Regions from separate parts of the Mus musculus genome. Here all the other regions are linked to region 3. Evidence: chromatin contacts called from public ChIA-PET and promoter capture Hi-C data. All regions are on one chromosome and are shown on one strand. The core of a region is the stretch at or near the end of the contact, and the rest is flanking DNA. Distances in the headings are between cores, read along the strand shown. Region 1 holds the start of Ap1m1 (adaptor-related protein complex AP-1, mu subunit 1). Region 2 holds the start of Arrdc2 (arrestin domain containing 2). Region 3 holds the start of Colgalt1 (collagen beta(1-O)galactosyltransferase 1). Region 4 overlaps Il12rb1 (interleukin 12 receptor, beta 1). Region 5 holds the start of Hsh2d (hematopoietic SH2 domain containing). Region 6 holds the start of Kcnn1 (potassium intermediate/small conductance calcium-activated channel, subfamily N, member 1). Region 7 holds the start of Eps15l1 (epidermal growth factor receptor pathway substrate 15-like 1).

The links. Promoter capture Hi-C pulls out the DNA fragments that hold promoters and counts their contacts. ChIA-PET counts read pairs in DNA pulled down with a chosen protein or histone mark. Capture Hi-C pulls out chosen DNA fragments and counts their contacts.
Region 1: an RNA polymerase II ChIA-PET map of memory CD8 T cells shows a contact between it and region 3, with 38 read pairs. The contact joins the promoter of Ap1m1 here to the promoter of Colgalt1 in region 3. A contact is called at or near these places in 10 of 39 promoter capture datasets (the 3T3-L1 cell line, the C10 cell line, the HPC-7 cell line and 6 more), 1 of 484 Hi-C or Micro-C datasets (B cells), 4 of 115 datasets of contacts at active chromatin or transcription factors (extraembryonic endoderm stem cells, large pre-B cells, memory CD8 T cells and 1 more) and 1 of 9 other capture datasets (liver).
Region 2: a contact with region 3 is called in an RNA polymerase II ChIA-PET map of memory CD8 T cells, with 263 read pairs. The contact joins the promoter of Arrdc2 here to the promoter of Colgalt1 in region 3. A contact is called at or near these places in 11 of 39 promoter capture datasets (the C10 cell line, cranial neural crest, embryonic stem cells and 6 more), 4 of 115 datasets of contacts at active chromatin or transcription factors (astrocytes, bone marrow-derived macrophages, memory CD8 T cells and 1 more) and 1 of 9 other capture datasets (pancreatic islet).
Region 4: a contact with region 3 is called in a promoter capture Hi-C map of the C10 cell line, with 4 times the contacts expected there. The contact joins the enhancer-like site here to the promoter of Colgalt1 in region 3. A contact is called at or near these places in 4 of 39 promoter capture datasets (the C10 cell line, cranial neural crest, hippocampal neurons and 1 more) and 4 of 115 datasets of contacts at active chromatin or transcription factors (astrocytes, bone marrow-derived macrophages, memory CD8 T cells and 1 more).
Region 5: a contact with region 3 is called in a promoter capture Hi-C map of pre-B cells, with 2.4 times the contacts expected there. The contact joins the promoter of Hsh2d here to the promoter of Colgalt1 in region 3. A contact is called at or near these places in 1 of 39 promoter capture datasets (pre-B cells) and 1 of 115 datasets of contacts at active chromatin or transcription factors (pancreatic cancer cells).
Region 6: a contact with region 3 is called in a promoter capture Hi-C map of pancreatic islet. The contact joins the promoter of Kcnn1 here to the promoter of Colgalt1 in region 3. A contact is called at or near these places in 8 of 39 promoter capture datasets (the C10 cell line, cranial neural crest, embryonic stem cells and 3 more), 2 of 115 datasets of contacts at active chromatin or transcription factors (astrocytes and memory CD8 T cells) and 1 of 9 other capture datasets (pancreatic islet).
Region 7: an RNA polymerase II ChIA-PET map of memory CD8 T cells shows a contact between it and region 3, with 12 read pairs. The contact joins the promoter of Eps15l1 here to the promoter of Colgalt1 in region 3. A contact is called at or near these places in 1 of 39 promoter capture datasets (liver) and 3 of 115 datasets of contacts at active chromatin or transcription factors (memory CD8 T cells, pancreatic cancer cells and pro-B cells).

What each region holds. Positions count from the first base shown.
Region 1 is chr8:72,238,748-72,241,447 of GRCm38.p6, reverse strand. Ap1m1 (adaptor-related protein complex AP-1, mu subunit 1) reads right to left here and starts at 1,430. Exons shown (of 12, transcript NM_007456.5): 1 at 1,205-1,430. The coding sequence starts at 1,246.
Region 2 is chr8:70,838,305-70,841,004 of GRCm38.p6, reverse strand. Arrdc2 (arrestin domain containing 2) reads left to right here and starts at 1,285. Exons shown (of 8, transcript NM_027560.1): 1 at 1,285-1,877; 2 at 1,960-2,026; 3 at 2,164-2,311. The coding sequence starts at 1,604.
Region 3 is chr8:71,609,579-71,612,278 of GRCm38.p6, reverse strand. Colgalt1 (collagen beta(1-O)galactosyltransferase 1) reads right to left here and starts at 1,255. Exons shown (of 12, transcript NM_146211.3): 1 at 835-1,255; 2 at 85-195. The coding sequence starts at 1,079.
Region 4 is chr8:70,819,328-70,822,027 of GRCm38.p6, reverse strand. Il12rb1 (interleukin 12 receptor, beta 1) reads right to left here. Exons shown (of 16, transcript NM_008353.2): 14 at 2,607-2,700; 15 at 2,265-2,346; 16 at 604-1,513. The coding sequence ends at 1,157. Among named protein-coding and RNA genes, the nearest start is that of Il12rb1, 12 kb to the right of the region's middle. Within about 2 kb of position 1,272, at least 62 of the 459 cell types and tissues checked have an H3K27ac peak or open chromatin away from gene starts, as enhancers often do. A contact at or near this core is called in bone marrow-derived macrophages, where this site is marked.
Region 5 is chr8:72,188,274-72,190,973 of GRCm38.p6, reverse strand. It overlaps Hsh2d (hematopoietic SH2 domain containing), which reads right to left and starts at 1,306. Exons shown (of 6, transcript NM_197944.1): 1 at 1,287-1,306.
Region 6 is chr8:70,855,748-70,858,447 of GRCm38.p6, reverse strand. Kcnn1 (potassium intermediate/small conductance calcium-activated channel, subfamily N, member 1) reads left to right here and starts at 1,440. Exons shown (of 10, transcript NM_032397.3): 1 at 1,440-1,516.
Region 7 is chr8:72,420,073-72,422,772 of GRCm38.p6, reverse strand. It overlaps Eps15l1 (epidermal growth factor receptor pathway substrate 15-like 1), which reads left to right and starts at 1,299. Exons shown (of 24, transcript NM_007944.3): 1 at 1,299-1,368. The coding sequence starts at 1,336. Gm46043 (a long non-coding RNA gene) reads right to left here. Exons shown (of 3, transcript XR_001778581.2): 1 at 993-2,700.

The DNA of each region.
Region 1 (2,700 bases), core at 181-2,680, 630 kb before region 3:
CAGGTCAGTCTCTAAATTCAAGGCCAGCCTGGTCTACAGAGTGAGTTCCAGGACAGCCAGAGCTACACAGAGAAAACTTGTCTCATAAAACCAAGAGAGGGAAAAAGTCAGATTCTGCTGGGAAGTACAGACAGGCAGATCCATGCGTTTTAACGGTTCAGGCAGCCTAGCTCAATCAGTCTAGTGACCCGAGTTCGATAACAAGAGCCCATGTAAGAGTAGCAGGGGTCTCCTTCCTCCACACACCCGCAGAAACACACAAATGAAGATTTCTTTCTCAGATAACGCTGGGCAAGATGCCAGGGTCCTGTTTCTGTGCAGGGCCTTCATGTCTCAGCAGTCTTTGTTATTCCCAGTCAGGATAGCTCTCCCTGATTCTTCAGTTGCAGCTGCTAGTCCATTATGAAGACATGGCCCCAATAGGTATTCATCTATTTCTGTTTTTTCCAAGTGACTAAGTTGAGCTATGACAGATTAGGCTAACCCACGGTGGCCCTGGGCTTAGCACCTGCCTGGCGAGGATGCTTCCAGGCCGCTACTTCCCAGTAATCAGTGTGACTCTAGGCACTGTTTCCCCCTCTAAAACCACACTTTTGTTTGTTTTTGTTTTTCGAGGCAGGGTTTCTCTGTATAGCCCTGTCTGTCCTGGAACTCACTTTGTAGACCAGGCTGGCCTCGAACTCAGAAATCCGCCTGACTGCCTCCCGAGTGCTGGGATTAAAGGCGTGCGCCACCACGCCCTTCTTAAAACCACACTTTTATCATCCGCTTCTCTTAATGTCATAGGAAGCTCAGTGGCTCTAGGGAACGCTGAAGCCTGTGGAGCGAGGGACCGACCTAAGGCCATAGTTCCCGCCACGCCTCTGGCCAAGGGTCGCACGGTCCCCGGGGCGCAGGGTCCTGCTACAGGAGTTCGCAGGAGAAGCTAGAGTCCGGTACCCAGGCGAACAAAAAGGGAAAGGGGCAAAGCGGACAGTTACCTAGCAACCGCAGCCCACCAAGTTGGCTAGCAATGGGGCGGGACTCGCGGAAAGACCACCGCCCATTTCCTAGTAACTTGGTAGGGCTGGCAAGTGAGGCTGCCCCGCCTGCCTGACGCCCTAGCTGGGCTGGTCGGCCAGTTGCCTAGCAACAGGGTGGGTCCTGACAGGGCGAGGGCCCGTTGGTTGCCTGGCAACGCGGAGGGTGGCGAACCCTTCAGTACCTTGCCCTTCAGATCCAGTACGTAGACGGCGCTGGCGGACATGGCGGCTTTGGAAGGTCTCGGCAGTAGCCGAGGGCGGCGGCAACGGCAGGAACTGCGGGCGTTCAGCAAGGCCCGGCGCGCCCCGAGACACTTCCCCTCCACTTCCGGTCCATGAAGCAGCGCGTGGACCGTTATGTCCGGTCTGAAGGGAGCCGCAAGTGCGCAGGCGCGTAACTGAGTGCAAGCGCAGTAGGAACTTTTTGGCAGTATTTTTCACCCATAGCTCAAACGGGCCGGAAGTCAGGGGGCGTGGCCTTCCTGAAGAGCGGGGCCTGGAGGACCAGGGCGGGGCAGCTTTGTCATTACTCCTTGTACCTGAAGGACTAGCTGTGGAATGAAGGTGGACGCTTCCAAGCCTGTTGCTGTGAGAAGACGCTGAAAGCGGAACCGATTTGGAGTTGAGCCTTTTTTTTTCTTTTTCTTTTTTTGTTTTTTCGAGACAGCCTTGCTTTCTGCAGAAGTCAAGTAAACTAATATCCCGTCACTGACTGTGACTCGCCGTTAGGTGGCGCTTAAAGGAAGTCAGTCTCCCAATGGCAATCCAGCCTTATCAGCAATCACTTGTCACTGTCAACCTCTCAACTGACTGGGCTTCACCCGTCTTGCCCCAGTGAACCCAGGGTAGCACGTGTGTAACTTAGCCTGTGCCTAATTCACAGTAAGGCTGAGCCGGGCGTGGTAGCTAGCGCACGCCTTTAATCCCAGCACTCTGGAAGCAGAGACAGGCGGATTTCTGAGTTCGAGGCCAGCTTGGTCTACAAAGTGAATTCCAGGACAGCCAGGACTATACAGAGAAACCCTGTCTCAAAAAAACAAAACCAAAGTAAGGCTGATTAAATTTTAATTCTGCCATTCTTCTTTTTTCGAGACAGGGTTTCTCTGTATAGTCCTGGCTGTCCTGGAACTCACTTTGTAGACCAGGCTGGCCTTGAACTCAGAAATAAACCTGCCTCTGCTTCCCAAGTGCTGGGATTAAAGGCGTGCGCCACCACCGCCCGGCAAATTCTGCCATTCTTAACCACCTTTCTGCCACCGAGAGATCAAAGGAGCCCATCAACACTCCTCCCCGCCCCAAGGGCTTTTTTTTGTTTTTTACTTTGTGTGGTTTTTTACTTGTGTGACACATAGTGAAAGATTCCCGAAGGGAGACCCTTACTCAGACACTTAAGTCCCGGGACAGCCGCGTACCCAAGAAGACACTGAGACCATACATAAAATGTAGAAGGTAAGATTTAATAAAGCAGCGACATGAAAGCACACAGACCAGAGCTCTGGGGTCGAAATAAAGCAGCAACATGAAAGCACACAGAGCTCTGGGGTCGAAACTCATACACCTTAGCACAGGGTAGAGGAGTCTCGACAGTCAGCCAAAATTTTTCACAGGCTTATATAGTAAAACTCAAAGGGGGAGAACTGGGCAGGAAAAGTACAAGTTTACATCACTAGGGAGTTCT
Region 2 (2,700 bases), core at 36-2,535, 770 kb after region 3:
GTCCTTTAGGTTGAATGGGGGTGCCCAATGCGGGGGGGGGGGGAAAGGACCAACACTTCCCTGTCCCCACCAATTCGCATCGCCGGAAACAATGGGCCTGAAAAAAGGTGCCCCAGATAGGTCTGCAGGCGGCAGCGAGTTGATGATTAAGCTGGGAGGTTCTGGCCTAGTGGACACACCTGCGAACCCAGCATCTAAGAGGCTGACACCGGAGTTCCATTGCCTTGAGTTCCCGGGCAGCCTGGGTTACAGTGTGAGATCCTGTCTGAAAACATAAGAAAAAGCCAGGCCGGGCAGGAGAGATGGCTCAGTGGCTAAGAGCACAGACTGCTCTTCCAGAGATCCTGAGTTCAATTCCCAGGAACCACACAGTGGCTCACAGCCATCTGTAATGGCTCTCTTCTGGTGTGTCTGAAGACAGCTACAGTGTACTCATATACATATACAAATAAATAAATCTTTTTTTTTTTAAGTTTAAGAAACAGTCAGGTACTAAGGCAAACGCCTATCAAGTCAGCTCTGGAAGACTGGTGGAGGATGGCAAATTCAACATCGGGCTTGGTTAGAGTACGAGATGCATTGGAGGCTATGTGAGACTTGGCCTCAGAAGAAAATAAAGCTTTCGGGTTCAGAAATCCGATTTGAGCTTTAATTCCAGCACTCGGGAAGCAGTGGCAACCTCGCCTCTATGAGTTCAAGGCCAGCCTGGTCTACACAGTGAGTTCCAGACTAGCCAAGGGAACACAAAACTACTGGCCAATCTTGTAAACAGAAGCAGGGGGACTGTCTCAAGTCCCAGGTAAGTTTGGGCTACATGAGAACCCGTCTCAAAAAGCAACAGAAAAAAAAAATAGTGACAGTTGTCACGCTGGGTGACTAAGACCAGTTTCCCTATTCCTGGGCTTCCTTGTTTGTGTATTTGCGAGACCTAAGGCGGCAGAGCCGCGCTGCAGCACCTCCCACTTAGGCTCCGGTTCAGAACCAAGCAAGGGTTATTTTGTCTGGAGCCTCGTGAGGCCACGCCCCACCGCGCTATTGGTGAAGTTCTTTCCGGTAGGCGAGGCTTTCTCTAACGCCCCGCCCCGCCCCGCCCCTCGATGCTACTGACTTTCTCGCAGGAGCTGATTTTGCCCCCTCAGACCACGCCCTTCACACGCTATTGGCCTGGTCCCTTGTAGGGGGGGGAGCTTTCTATCAGGCCACCGCCCTCGTGGAGCCTTTGGCCTAATTCTCTCAGCAGAACCAGGCTTTTTCAGGCCCCGCCTCCTCAGCGCGCTATTGGTGGAGTCTTCTCCTGAAGGTGTGGCTTTCTCCTCAGGCCATTCCTTCGCCGCGCTATTGGCCTAGTCTTTTCTGGGGTCCCGTTCCCTACTGCTGTGTTTGCGGAGTCTCTTCCGGTAGGTGCGGTCTTCTCCTCAGGCCCCGCCCTCCAACCGTCCTATAAGTGCGACGCAGCTGCGGGTCCCCAGCGGTCTTCCGTCCTGTTGTCCCGCTTGTGTGTGTACGTAGTTCGAGCCCGCTGCGTTCGCAGTCTCTAGCTCTTTCTTTTCGCGGGTTCGAGCACCTGGCCGATCTCTTTTTTGGGTTCGCGACCGTCACCGCAATGCTGTTCGATAAGGTGAAGGCGTTCGTAGTAGAGATAGACGGGGCGCGCACGGGCACCGAGCCCGTGTTCCACGGAGGCCAGGCCGTGGCAGGCCGGGTACTGTTGGAGCTTGCGGGCGCGGCACGCGTGGGCGCGCTCAGGCTGCGCGCTCGGGGCCGCGCGCGCGCGCACTGGACGGAGTCGCGCAGCGCGGGCTCCAGCACTGCTTATACTCAGAGTTACAGCGAGCGCGTGGAAGTCGTGAACCACCGCGCCACGCTGCTCGCGCCAGGTACGGGCTGGGGACCTTTTGGGGCGCACCGAGCATGCGATTCCCAGGCCTACGTCCGCTGAGCCCCGGGTCTTGTTCCTAGACTCGGGGGATATCGCCACGCTTCCCGCTGGACGCCACGAGTTTCCCTTCAGCTTCCAGCTGCCTATGTAAGCCCCACTGTCGCCTTCTGGCTGGGCATCTAGGGTTCCCTCAGCCCTGACTTCTCGGGACATCCCTCTTGTATGCCCTTCACCCCACTATCTCCTGATAGTGATCCTCTGATTACCCACTCTTGCCACCCCAGCTCCCTGGTGACATCCTTCGAGGGCAAACACGGCAGCGTCCGCTATTCCATCAAAGCCACTCTGCACCGGCCATGGGTCCCTGCACGCTGCGCCCGGAAGGTGTTCACTGTCATTGAACCTGTGGACATAAACACACCTGCCCTGCTGGCAAGTGGCTGCCCCATGGGGGTTGGGGTCCAGCCTGGCTGCTTGACACCTTTTAGATTTGAGGGTCTCAAATGACCTCTGTAACAGGGAGCCAGGAGTTAGTGGTGAGTTTAAAACCCACTATAGGTAAGTGCAAATTCTGAGGGTGCTCACCTGCTGTGTGCCTCTGGGAAGGTATCTTGCTCTTTCCCAGCCTCAGATACCCCATTTGGAAAGCAGGATATGATAGGGCTATTTTTGTTTTTGTGTTTGCTTTTGTCTTTACTGGTTTTGGGTTTTGCTTTATTTCTTTTTCTTTTCTTGTTTGTTTTTGTTTTTTGTTTTGTTTTGTTTTGGTTTTTTTGAAACAGGGTTTCTCTGTATAGCCCTGGATGTCCTGGAACTCACTT
Region 3 (2,700 bases), core at 6-2,505:
GTGGGGAAGCTGACGATAGAACTGGAGCATTCTAGATCCTACCTTCCCAAGCTTCAGTACTCCAGTCGGGGATTTGAGGCTCACCTGGGTTCCTCTGCCGGTCGCCACTCCACAGAGTGGTATAAACCCTTCACTGCCACCAGCCACTCTCGAAGTATGGCTGAAGTGTTGTCAGTGTTGTGATCTGTGGCCACCCTGTGAGCACAGACAGGACAAGATGATGGCACTGGGGGTTTCCCAACCTGGCTCAGACCCATCAGCTATAACACCCTGGATAAAACTCGCTACACTCCAAGCCTGTTGCCCATCCATCGGTGACAGGGGAGTAAAGATGACACCCAGCTCACTAGTACACAACTGAACAGAACCTGCTGGTTTGGAAAGCACATTGGTGTGAGACCCTGTCACAAAGATAAGTTCATTAACTTTGTTAGCGTGGAATGCTGGCCCGAGCCTCAGGAATCTTATCTGGAAGTCCCGGAGTTCGCTATAAGGGTCTGGAAGCACCAGCCTGGCCCATTCTAAGGAGTCAGAGGTTCTAGGATGGTAGCTCGCTGTGAGGGCTGGCAGCAAATCAGAACAGATTCCTAAGTACCTGAGGGGAGGAGGCAGCAGCTTGGGGTCCCAAGCCGCAGTGGGGACGAGCCCGGGCACTATGGATATAGAGCCGAGCCCCCTCAAGTGCGTAATCCCTGGGGTACATAACTCAGGTCCTCAGAAAGAGGACCGAGTCTCCGCAGCGCACAGCCGAGCCCAAGTGCATAGCAACCTCCCTCCGGTAGAGACTTGAGTCCCGCCTAGTCCCGGTGCACCGCGCAAGGGCCCGCAGCTCACCACAGCGCCGTGCGCTCCCGTGGGTGGCGCAGCTGCTCCAGGGCGCCCAGCGTGGCGGGCAGCGCGGGTGCCGCGTTCCGCGCCAGCAGCGCGATGAGCACGCGCGGCGCCTGTAGCGGGGACTCGGGGCTCCAGCGCTCCTCTGGAAAGTAGCCGTCCGCGCCGCGCGGGCCGCCCAGCGGCGGCAGCAGTAGGAGCAGTGGCAGCAGCGGCAGCCCGCGTGACCCGCGTGGCAACGCCGCCATCGCGCCACGCGTCGCCTTTAAGCAGCTTTTCTGCCGGGGGACGAGGGCCGCGCCTTAAAGGAGTCGGCGGCGGGAAGGACACATCCAGGTCCCACCCCTGACACGCTCCTTAAAGGGAAGTGGCCCGCGGGTCATACTGTGAGTCCTGGAGAGAGGCATGACAAGGCTACGCCTTTAAAAGCTTCCACTGCTTTCCGCCGACCGCAATAACCCGGTCACAAGACGTCACTTGCGGGGAGGTTCCGGAAGCCCCGCCCCTAGCTCGAGCTTTAAAGACACAGACAGTTCTTTGACCACGCCCTGAGAGTGTTCTGTTTTGGAGCCCTCTAATCTCACGCGGTGGCTCTTTACAGAAGCTTCTTCTATTTAGAACCATGTCATCTCAGTTTCCAAGGTTGCGACATGGTTATTTTTGTTTGTTCGTTGCTCCATTTAAGAAGCCATCGAGCCGGGCAGTGGTGGCCCACGCCTTTAATCCCAACACTTGGGAGGCAGAGGCAGGCGGATTTCTGAGGTCATGGCCAGCCTGGTCCACAGAGTGAGTTCCAGGACAGCCAGGGCTACACAGAGAAAGCCTGTCTCGAAAAATCATTAAAAAAAAAAAAAGCCAGCGAAATGGCTCAGTGGGTAAAATCGCTTGCTACCATGTCTGAGGATCCAGAATCCTCAGTCCCCAAATTGTATTGCCCTCTGGCCTTCTTAAAAATGGCTTGTGTGGGGCTGGTGAGATGGCTCAGCGGGTAAGAGCACCCGACTGCTCTTCCGAAGGTCCAGAGTTCAAATCCCAGCAACCACATGGTGGCTCACAACCATCCGTAACAAGATCTGACTCCCTCTTCTGGTGTGTCTGAAGACAGCTACAGTGTACTATTGTTATAATAACAAATAAATCTTAAAAAAAAAAATGGCTTGTGTGCGCCCCTTCCTGCTCTTACTGTTGTTTTCATTTTCTGTGTTTCAGTGTTTTGCCTACATGTACGGCTGTATAACGTGTGTGTGTGTGTGTGTGTGTGTGTGTCCCTGTTCTCCAAGGAGGTTAAAAGAGGGCATCAACTCCTCTAGAACTGGAGTTGCGGATAGTTGTCAACCACTGTGTGGTGTTGGAAATAGAACACCACTCAGGTCTGAGCACCTTTACCTACAGAACCATCCCACTAGCCCATTTCTCCTGGTTTGTTTTTAAAACAGGTTCTTACTCGGCAAGCTCACTCTATAAATTCACAGCTATACTTCTGCTTCATTCTCCTGTGTTCTGGGACAGGCATATACCACCAGGCCAGCAGACTGGTAAAATCCACATAGATTTTCCTACTCTGGTCCCTAGCCTCTAGAGGACCCTAGGGTCCACAAGACATCTCCTGATAGGTTATTTCTCCACCACTGGTGAAATGAGCCAATTTATGCCAGATTCGATTATATTAAAGATGGGTAGTTTTACTGGGGAGCTGCACTCGCTGACTGGCCCCAAGGATTGAGTGACATCACGGTGGGGGAAGGGAGAATGAGAAAGGGTGTGTACAACCACCACCCACAATGTCCTTCTGTAAAAGGAGTGATTCCCATTTGAACCCAGTTGAGTAGGTTTTCTGGAGACACTGATCATGTTTCCATGGGAACTCTT
Region 4 (2,700 bases), core at 23-2,522, 790 kb after region 3:
CTCTGCTTCAACCTCCCGGGGTCCCTGGAGGAACCCCAACATACCCCAGCACTGGAAACGGGCTACCATAACCGAAATATTTGTGTAACCACTGTGTGGCTGGACCCGGAGACCACGGCTCCTTCGCCAGCTAGAAGCTTCTATGATAACGCAGGTTCCAGGTCTGGGAGGCCTCGCCCTACTAGCTTCGCATACTCTTGTTATAAAAGGGTTCTCAAACCTTGGGTAGTTCAAACTGGAAAAGTCCAATTTGAGCCTCATGTGCAGGGCGGGCGGAGGCGACACGCGTCGCTGCTGCCTCCTAGCGGCCAAAGTGAGACATTACGGACGCGCGTTTACCGTGGCTGTAGCGCCAGGAAAAGAGGGAACCCAGGGTCCTCTTGACGGGCGGGCGAGCACATGGGAAGGGAGCTGGGCCTCTCGCCTCAACTATCTGTACTACCCAGGTCTTATCTCGGAATTCTAGGTGACTGTCCACACTGTCCTCCAGACAGGGTCTCATGTAGCCCAGGCTACCCTCGGACTCGCTTTGCAGTCCAAGCTCATCTTTCTGCAGCTGCCTCCTGGGTATTGGGATGACAGACGTGCACCACGACGGCCAGATTTAGTTTCTCAGTCTCTGGGAAGGCCCATTTATTAAGTGCCCAATACTCTAATAGGGAAACTGAGTCCAGACGTATAAACTTCCCGTGAATGTCTAGGCCCTGCTTTTTAGGTAACCTAATTTATGACGCTCTAGAGTCATTCTGTGACCCCAGCCAAGGACGCTGGAGGCAAACTGAGCCTGTGACTGACCATGTCCCCTCAGACTGGAAGGACCCCCCCAAAAATAAACAGACCAGTGATAGGGTCCAGCCTTGCCCTGAGGATACCAAGCAAAGCTGCATGAAGCACTTTCCCCTTCTTGGAGGTTTCCATGTTCCCCTCACAGGCGGTGTGGCTATAGGCGCTGGAGGGAGTGGGTGGGAGAAGAGAAGGGTGCTACAGAACCGGGAGAAAGGCCTGGGTCTGCGTCCTGCAAACGCTGTGTGACATCAGGCAAGACAGTCACCTTCTCTGGGCCTCAAGAATCACATCTATAAAATAGGACAGCCATTATGACCAGCTGTTGCAGTTTAGGGGCTCCTGAGGAGGGAGCAGGCTGGAGATGCAACAGTCAGGCCTCTTGCCCCAAAGTGGGCGGTCCCGGCTCCGCAGTCTTATGGGTCCTCCAAAGATCGTCAAGTACAGAGGCTCCCTGGGTCACACCTCCCAGGAGCAGCGGGAGTGTCACGTGGGCCAGGTCACCACGGGGACAGTCCTCCCTAGCCAGGCCCAGGCGCCTGGCCTCTGACAGTGCCTGCACCTGCCTCTGCCTCTGAGTCTCCAAGGGCCGCCTTGTGTCCAGGGCGCACTCAGGGGCGGCCTGGGGCGACTCTGTCCCGTCGCCTCTGTCTCCGGGCATCTCGACCACCAGCGCATCTCGCGGGTACAACACCTCCGGGAAGTCCTCAGGGTTGCACCACTGCCAAGCCTAAAAAGAGGGGGGACAGAGTCAGTGAATTCTCGAGAGGGGCTAAGTAAAGTGCGGGGCGGGGCGGGACTGAGTGAAGGGGCAGGATGGGGGCGGGGCCGGGACTAATTAAGGAGTGTTGGGGTGGGGATGGAGCAAACAGCAGGAACAAGAGGAGGCAGGATGTGTGGGCGGTGCCAAAACTGAGTGAAGGGGAAAGGGGCAGGATCAGAAATTGAGTGATGGAGCAGACGTGGGCGGGACCAGGACTGAGTAAAAGGATGAGGGCAGAGCTAGGGCTGTGGGCAGAGCTATGTAATTGCTCCAGGACTTGGGAGGAGCCAAAACAATGGGAAGAATCCTGTCGTTGGGTGGGACTAAGACTTGGTAGGCGGGGCCAGGATACAGTGTAGCTGAAAACCCCTAACACCCCTCCCCCTCCCAGTGCCTAGAGGAGCACATTCATTCTGTGGAGACCCTCTTCCAAGTCGTCCACCGAAACAGCCAGGGTGAGGCCCCCAAGGTTAGCTACAGCACAGAAACGGATCCCGTCCCCTGGATCCAGCCATGCCTGAAGCCCGAAGCCTTGAGTTTGTTTTTCACATTCCCCTTTAGTTGAAGCCACGTTAAATTCTGATTCTAAGATGACATCCAGAATTCTCCTGCCTATTGGATCTACCTGTCGCCCTTCAGTTTGGGCAAGCTGAGCTGGAGCACACCCACTGCCCAGAGTACATTACTCTGCAGTGGGAAGCTGCGAAGGAACATCTACCTGCTTGCCCTGGCTGCCAGGGAACTCCACGGCAGTGCTGCCACAGGGTGTAGGCAGGGGTGGGCACAAGTGCCAGGCGGCCCTGAGGAACAAAAGGTGACAGATCAGAGAGGGTATTCTTGAGGCTTCCTTGTCCCCGCTGTTATGAAGGGTGTGATGTGGACCAAATGAGAGTCCTGCACACTCAAGATCAGCAACATCTCTGCCCACAACGCAATTCGGTTCCAGGCCCTCTGTGCCTTGGTTTCCGCGTCTAGACCAGGACAGATCTATACTTTGGGGTCGTGAGTGTCCTCAATACTGCTCTAGCAGACAAGGCAGGAGGGGTAAGGCAAGAGTCACCTGTTTAAGCCAATGTATCCGAGACTGCCCACGAGGAGGACGCTGGCGAAGCTTCCCAGAGACGCGAAAATGATGGATAAACGGGAAATCTGCA
Region 5 (2,700 bases), core at 57-2,556, 580 kb before region 3:
TACTGGAGGCCAGAAGAGGGCGTTGGATCCCTGGAGCCAGATTTACAGGGGCCATTAAGCTTATGCAGGCACTGGGAACTAAACTCAGCAACTCTGCAAGAGCAGTGTACACTCTTAACTGCCGACTCTCCAGCCTCATTCTAATATTTAAAAATTTTGAATGTGTATGGGGGGGGTGACCATGTGTACAGACACGTGTGTGTGCAGCTGTGTGTGTAGGCCTGCAGCTGACACTGGCTCTTCCTCACTTACTCTTCACTGTATGGATTGAAACAGTCTTTGAATGAAGGTTGGCTGCCTTGCCGAGTGTGACTAGACAACGTCCCTAGGAGGGTCTCCCACTGCCTCCTTTCTCTTCTTTTTTTTTTTTTTTTTTTTTGTCTTTGTTTTTTTTCAAGACGGGTTTTCTTTGTAAAGCCCTGGCTGTCCGGGGAACTTGCTCTATAGACCAGGCTGGCCTTGAACTCAGAGATCCCCCTGCCTCTGCCTCTGCCTCTGGAGTGCACCACCCACTTCAGTTTACTTCCCCTTTTTATTTCATTATTCACTGTGCTTCACAGGCAGAGACAGGCACATGTTTGCCACAGTGCTCTAGTTCTGACCGTGTTCAAGCACATTGGAGTCTAGGCCTCCAGGAGTGCAACAGACAATCCTGTCCAGGCTATCACCTACCAACATGTCTCCCAGAGTGTAGCACCATCATGAAGCAGATACACGTGTCTCTAAAGTACAGCTGAACCCAGCTACATGCTACACAGAAAGGTCTCAATGTTTATTCTCTTTCTACTTCAGAACACTCCTACAAGTCTTTCAAGACTCAATACAAATGTCCCTTCCTCCAGCCAGCTTCCCTGCCTCCCCTGCTCAAACAAAACCCTGGCCACAGTCCCACCCTCTCCCGGAGCTTCTCAGTTAAATTCCTTCCTTTCTCTGGCAGCTCCAGTAAAACCCCGTGGGGCCGGAGGGGCTTTACCTCTCTCTGCCTTCCCCTCGTGGTTTTCTTGGAACACTTGGTTTCTATGAATCAGGTCTCACCATGTAGCTAGCTGAAACCAGCCTCAAACGTGTACAGCCTGCCTCGGCCTCCAAAGCGCTGCAATGACTTGTGTGGAGAGCCATGCCAGAGTTTAGCCCTTGCAATGCTTTCCTCCTCTGGTAAACCCTTCTCTCATCTTCTAGCACCACTACACCCAGTGCTGAAGTCCCAGAGCCTCTGAAGCTGGGGCATGTTGGGATGCAGGGATGCCAGGATTCTGGATGCAGGGTGCAGGATGTAGGATGCATACCTTGGACAGCTTGGGTTGTGTTCCGAAGGGCTCTTGAGCTGGCTTGAGCTGGAGTTTAAGTTTCGGTTCAGGGTCCACACGTCAGAGGGGCAGGGCCAGGAGCCTCAGTCAGTTCCTGTTTCCTCCAGCAGGTGAACAGGGTGGGACCAGAATAACTCTCAAGGCTTGAGTCTGAGGCTGGAGTTGTTCTTGCCAAGCCTTGCTCAGTACTTACTCTCTACCAACTCTATGGAATCGCTGAGACAGCTGCCGCCCTGCTTCCCAATATTGGTATTCTTCTAGTTTTTTTCCCCCTTGAGATACAGCTTTATGCACCCCAATTGGGGTGCTGAAGTAGACTCTTGCCTCGACCTCAGGGTTTACCATCATGCCAAGATTATGCATTGCTGGGGATGGAACCCAGGGCTTCATGCTTGCTAAGTGAGCTACAATCACTTTACCTACTGAGCTACAAGCACTCTACCTACTGAGCTAGATTCCCAGCCTCTTAACAGCAACCTTGAAGTAGTCATAGGTCAGGAAATGGGCATATGGCAATCAGAGAGTGAAAGGCAACAAGTAGGAGAGGCTGCTTGGGGGGGACAGGATACAGGAACAGTATGCATATACAGGACAGGGAACTGCATATGCCCCAGACATGAAGGAGACATGAAAGGACAGACTTGCTGCACACACAACACCTATCATACCTTCCTTTGCAAAACTCATTTGAAATATCATTCTACAGTCATGTTGCCCTCTAGGCCAACATCAAAGCAAGATGGCTTGGGTCTGTAGTTGCAGTACTCAGTAGCCTGAGGCAGGAGGATTTGGGGTTCCAGGCTAGCCTGGGCTAACATAGGGACATTCAAACTCAATATCCAAACTAAACCAAAGCAAGAAAGCAAGCAAGCAAGCAAACAAACAAACAAACAAAACAAACTGGAGTAAACCATAGAGTCCATCTATCTTATTCTGGTTTTTTTCTCCCTTCTGTTTTTTATTTTTCTAAAACAGGATCTCACAGCATCCTGGCTGGCCTGGAATCCACAGAACACTGAGGATGATGTTGCATCTCTGCTCTTCCTGTCTCTATCTCCTGGGTGCTGGGATCATAGAGGTGTCTGTATTTTCTGCGATACTGGGATGGGACCCAGGAGTTCTTTCACCATATGTGAGTACCCTGCCAACTGAGCTGCAGACCCAGTCCATGCCTGATTTTTCTTCTGATTTTAAAATGAACTACAATGTATGTGCACACTCTGGGTCCTGGGTGATGTGTCCCTGTACCTAACAGGCATAGCTGACTTGGCTGTAAGCTTCCTGGCCCACCCCTTCTTGCCTCTGCACCCAGTGCATTTCCGTCTTGCCTCTGCACCCAGTGCATTTCCACCTATCCTGGGTCTTTGGAATGAACACTTTCTAGGATAGAGTT
Region 6 (2,700 bases), core at 191-2,690, 750 kb after region 3:
ACAGTGAGCACCCCAATTTTGATGACAAACGGGGGCATGCCCCCAATCCCTGGGGGCTGTGAGAGGCTGAGGTGTGTCTCAGGAGACTGAGTGCTTTGCCAGTGTTTATGACGCCCTGGCTTCTGTTGTTAGCACGGAACAAATGGGGCTTGGTGGCCCAGGCCTATCCTGTCAGGTAGGACCTGAGAGGTAGAGGCAAGATGGCCAGTTCCAGGCCATCCTCAGCTCTATAGTAAGTCTGAGCCTCACAGATATGAAACCCTTTCTAAAACAAAAAGCAAAACAATTCCTGGGTAGGGGGTAGGCAGGGAAGGCCCACAGCCACAGGCTGAGGTGGCCACATGCAGAAGGTTTAGGGGCTGGAGGCAGAACCTGGTGCTCTTGGCCTGTCCCTCTGTGGTGTCTCCTGGAACCTGCTTACATCTATCACCCCAGGCTGGTTCCATCTGGCTCCACCTATGTGGATAGTGCAGATGTGGTCCCCAACACCTGGACTGTCACTCTGTTGGTGGCTCTGCTGGGGCTCAGTGCTGTCACTGCTCCCAGGCCACTTGCTGGCCACACATCTGCCCCTCAGTCCTTCCTGAGGCCCTCTAAACTGCAAAGACATTGGGCCAGGAAGAAGCAGGAGCTGGGTGGCTGGGGTGGGGGTGGGGAGGGGATTAGGGAGGGGATACACACACTCATCGCTCGGCTGCAGGCAAACCTCAGCTCCCCAGCTTGTCAGTAATCACGTGACTGAAGGGGCGGAGACTAGACTCCTTGGTCTCTGGGATGTCTTAGAAGACACCTGAAACTCCAGCACCTTAGGAAGTAGGCTGAGAGGAGGATTTCAGTGAGTAAATTCAAGATCAGCTTTGGCTACAGAGCTATCAAAACAAACAAACAAAACCCAAGACCACAAAAAATGTTGCATGAGCTGGAAAGGGGGGCCCAAAACTGTCCCAGCGCTCAGGAGGTGAAGGGAGAAGGAACAGAACTTCAAGGCCACTCAAGGCTAACCTGGACTCCCTGGTAAGTTCTAGCGCAGCCTGTACTTCACAGTGAGTTTGACGCCAGACTAGGTTATGTGAGACCTTGATTCAAAACAAAAACTTTCATGAGTGAGCTCTGTAAGTTTGGCTTGAATGATGGGGGCAGAGCAGGTTCGGGGGTCTCCCCAGCCCTGATGATTGCAGCTGCCTGGAGCTCTTTCTGCCCGCAAGGCTAATAGGGTTTAAGATCGGGGTCCCTGAGGTGAGCGGGCTTGTCTGTCCCCAGAGATGAGGTCCAGGTGTGCAGGATCACCTGCAATAGCCAGCTGCCTGTGCACAGATGCCCATCACCGGGGTTCTTATTCTTGCCCAGTGCCCAGGAGGGAGCTTTAAGCATGGGCGGAGCCTGCGGGGTCATGGGGGTGGGGCCTGGTGCACTCAGCCAATCCAAGGCGCCGCTCATACGGGGCGGCGCTGCTCCCCCTCCCTGGCCGGTCTCGGCGGGGACGCGCTGGCACGAGGGTCCAGGTCCCCGCCCGCAGGTATTGGCGAGAGGAAGCGGGGGTGAGGGGGCTGGGGGGGCAGTAATAGCGGGTCCCTGGGCTATGCGACTAGGGACGACGCTGGGGATGGTGTTGCCACGCGGTCAGGGGTCAGGGACACAGAAGAGAGGGTGCGCGTGTCCCCCGGTGAGGGAAGATTGCGAGTGGGAGACGCTGAGTCCATAAAGTCCATGCACAAGGATGGATGTGATACGGCCAGTGACATGAGCACTCTTCGGCCACCCTAAACTGAGGTCAAGGTGCTCAGTGACAGCACCTGGGCTGCCAGACTGGCCTTGTAAGCTCCCTGGTAGCCGGTGTGCAAAGGGCAAGCAGAGCCGGGCACCCTGAGGAGTCAGTGAGCCTGGTGAGAAGAGCTCTGGCACCCTTCCTCAACTCCATTTCCCCACCAGCTGCTGGGGAGGCCACCTGACACAGGTCTAGTGTCTTGGGAGTTTCTGTCATGAGCCGTTATCACTGTGGTTCCTACAAGAGTTGTGGGAGGTGGGTGCCTCCTTGAGACTCACAGCAAGGGACACCTATTGATCCGATTTTATTTTATTTTGAGACAGGTTCTCAGGTAGCCCTAGTTGGCCTCAAAGGCCAGGCTAGCCTTGCTGTTTAGCACCTCTTGATAGGTATGTATCACCAGTCCTAGCATGGCGACTTACACCTGCCATCCCAGCACCTGGGGTTTGCCACAGTGCCAACCTGCACTATAGATTGAGAGCCTGTCTCTAAAGTAAATAAATAAAATTACAGAAGACAAGAGAAAACGGACTGAGCTGGTACCCCAGGCTCCATGACAGAAAGCAGCTCTGTCCTCAGCTCACAGCCACTCGGGCAGAGCCAGCCTGGTTCCCTGTCAAGGTCCTGCCCTCAGCCACCGCCAGGCTGTGTCCCTTAGTCTGTGTCTGACTCGGTGCTGGCAGAGGATCCAGGGGCCACCCAACCTCCCTCAGCTTTGCTCTTCTTTTTAAAACCAGAAGAGGTATCCCCCTTGTGCCTGGGGCAACAGACAGTCCTTTTAACTGGAGGCTCAAAACACAGCCAGCCCAGGACTGGTCACTGAGCCCTGCCTGCTCTGCATCTGTCCTGTGCCAGCCAGCCTGCCCAGGAAGAGGCTGTCTCAGGGAACAACATGGCAGCACCTAGGCTTGGCATATGTGTCAGACAGCTGAGTC
Region 7 (2,700 bases), core at 50-2,549, 810 kb before region 3:
GGTAAAGATGCTTGCGGCCAAGGCTAACAACCTGAGTCCTATCTCTGTGACTCATGGTGGAAGGGGCCATCCAACACACAAATCTTTTAAGATGTAAGTTAAAATGTAACTTAAAAAAAAAAAAAAAGACAAAGAAATACCAGAGTAGGGGCTGGTGAGATGGCTCAGTGGGTAAGAGCACCCGACTGCTCTTCTGAAGGTTCGGAGTTCAAATCCCAGCAACCACATGGTGGCTCACAACCATCCTTAACAAGATCTGACTCCCTCTTCTGGATTGTCTGAAGATAGCTACAGTGTACTTACATATAATAAATAAATGAATCTTTAAAAAAAAAAAAAAAAAGAAATACCAGAGTAGCTGAAGATATAGTTAGTTGGTTAAGGGTGCTTGTTGCTTTTCCAGAGGACCCTAGTTCTGTTCCCACTCATATCGGGGGTTGGGGGCTCATAAGTGCTTTTAACTCCAGCTCAATGGCATCTAATAAACTCTTCTCTCTTGGGCAGGCATTGGCACGAGCACAGCAGGCATATACACATAAAAAAACAACAAAAAACACCAGATGTCAGGCTACACCCACATCTGCAAGCAATCAGAACCCAAATCTGTTTAACAAGCATACTGAGTGGTACTAACACTGCATATGGCCCAAGTTAGACTTGAGCACCATGGTACTTTGTTGTGTGCCACTGTCTCCATTTCCCCGGGAAAAGTTCAGCAAACCCTAGGCATTAGTAGAGGCTACTAGAGTGGAGAAGTTAAGACGGTGCCTGGGTTTAGCCAAGCTCCGATTCACAGACCCAGACTGGAAAGTGCAGGGAGCTGGAGTGCAGCGGTCTGGAAGGGAGCCCTACCTATCCCTTGGGTTCCCTGCCTCACAGGAGCCTCCAAAGCCAGGGGCTCGGTTTGCCCACTCCAATCAGGAGATGCACACGAGGCCCTCCCCACCCCCACAGACCGACTAGCCCGCCCACTCTCGGCCCACTAAACTTACGAGGCTCCGAACCTTCTAGTCACGCTGTGCTTTAGGCTAGGCTCTCTAAATCACCCGGTACGGCCAACTCTGGTAAGGCTATGCGACAGAGCCTTCCCCATAAAGGCTCCGCCTCCAGCCAGAACTGCCCCGCCCTCTCCACTGTGATCGAGGCTCCGCCCTCTTACTGCAAAACTTCTCACGGGAGGACTTGGATTCCCTTCTGCGCACGTGTACTCTGGTCCTGTGGCCTGTCCTTGCGCTGGCTGTGCTGCGCGCGCATCGCATCCCTCCTTCGTACTAGTGCGCAGGCACGGCCCCGCCCCCGTTCCTTCGGCGCTCCGGAGGCCGAGTCCGCACGAAGATGGCGGCGCCGCTTGTACCCCTCTCGCAGCAGGTATGGTGCTGGGGTGCGCCGTGGGGCGGTGCGGACGGTGGTTGCCGCGAGAAAGATAAGTCGTCGCGGAAGCGCGGCTCCAGGGGACCGCGGAGGCGCGCGCTGAAGGCTCAGAGGCTGAGTGGCGGGGGCCGGGCGGTTCTGAAGGTGACAGGCCGGAGCGGCCCGCATACTCTTGCGCCGGGCGACCCCCGAGCGGCTGCGAAGAGGTGATGGGGCGCGGCCGCTGCGTATGTCTGCTCCGTCTGGGGCCTGGCCAGGTTAAGGGACGGGGGGGGGTTTGGGGGGTGGGCGCTGTTGTTCGAGCCGCGTCGCGCTTCGTCCCCGCGGAGGCGAGCGAGAGCGGTGGGCCCGCCGCCAGTCTTTGTCTCCCGCGGGGTCGGGCGTCGGGGCGGGTGGTGTCCCATACTGGAGTCGCAAGGGGAACCGGGACACGCCCGCTTCGCCTCTGGCCGCCCAGCCCTCCTTCCCCCGAGATCCGCTTCCGCTGCTCTGTGCGGTGCGAAAAGCGCGGATCCTACGCCCCCAACGGTATGCACCAGTCTTCGTCCTCAGGGTCGCTGGATGGTTTTCTTGAACGTATCAAATGCTACAGGGACGTACAGAATAGCAGTGAGAAGGCCATTGTGCTTCTAGCGGAAAACATTCATTCATTCTTCAGCCACTTTCTAACGTGCTTGGGATCAGGTGCTTGGGAGCTCAGCAGTCTCTCACTGACAAAGTCTCTAGTTCCAGGTGACATCCATAAGAATTAGAAAGTATTCCTGTCCTGCTAATTTGCCAAATTACCCGTTTGTTCCACACAGCATATTATATGCACTTTGCTAGAATCGTCTTTCGCAGGGTCATGGTTACCAGGAGGAAGCATTTTATATTCAGATCTCGGCTCCAACTCTGGAAGAGTGTCCTTGAAGCAGGCTTCTTAACCTCAGCATATCAATTACCTCATTTGGAAAATAGAGATGTAAAATGCATTAGCAGAAAACTGTGGAAAGCACATTTTGCCTAACACATTGGAAGCTCTTTTGTTACCCGTCAATAAATTCGGGTGTTTGGGACTAAGACAAGAGCAAGTATGAATGCCAAAGCTGGTAAGAACTGCTTGGCAGGCTGATGCACCCAGGTCACCTGGTCTGAAGGAGAGGGCAATACAGGGTGGTTAAGTCCTGGAAGGACCAGCCACCAGCAGCCTTGACACTATATTAACATGTGGAGACCAGTAGATATTAATTAACATGCTCTTACAGCACCTGTGATTGTCTTCTGAAAATGGTTAAGGACTAGACAGATAGTAGGGAGTGTATTGAGGATAGGTGTGTATTGAGTTAGAGC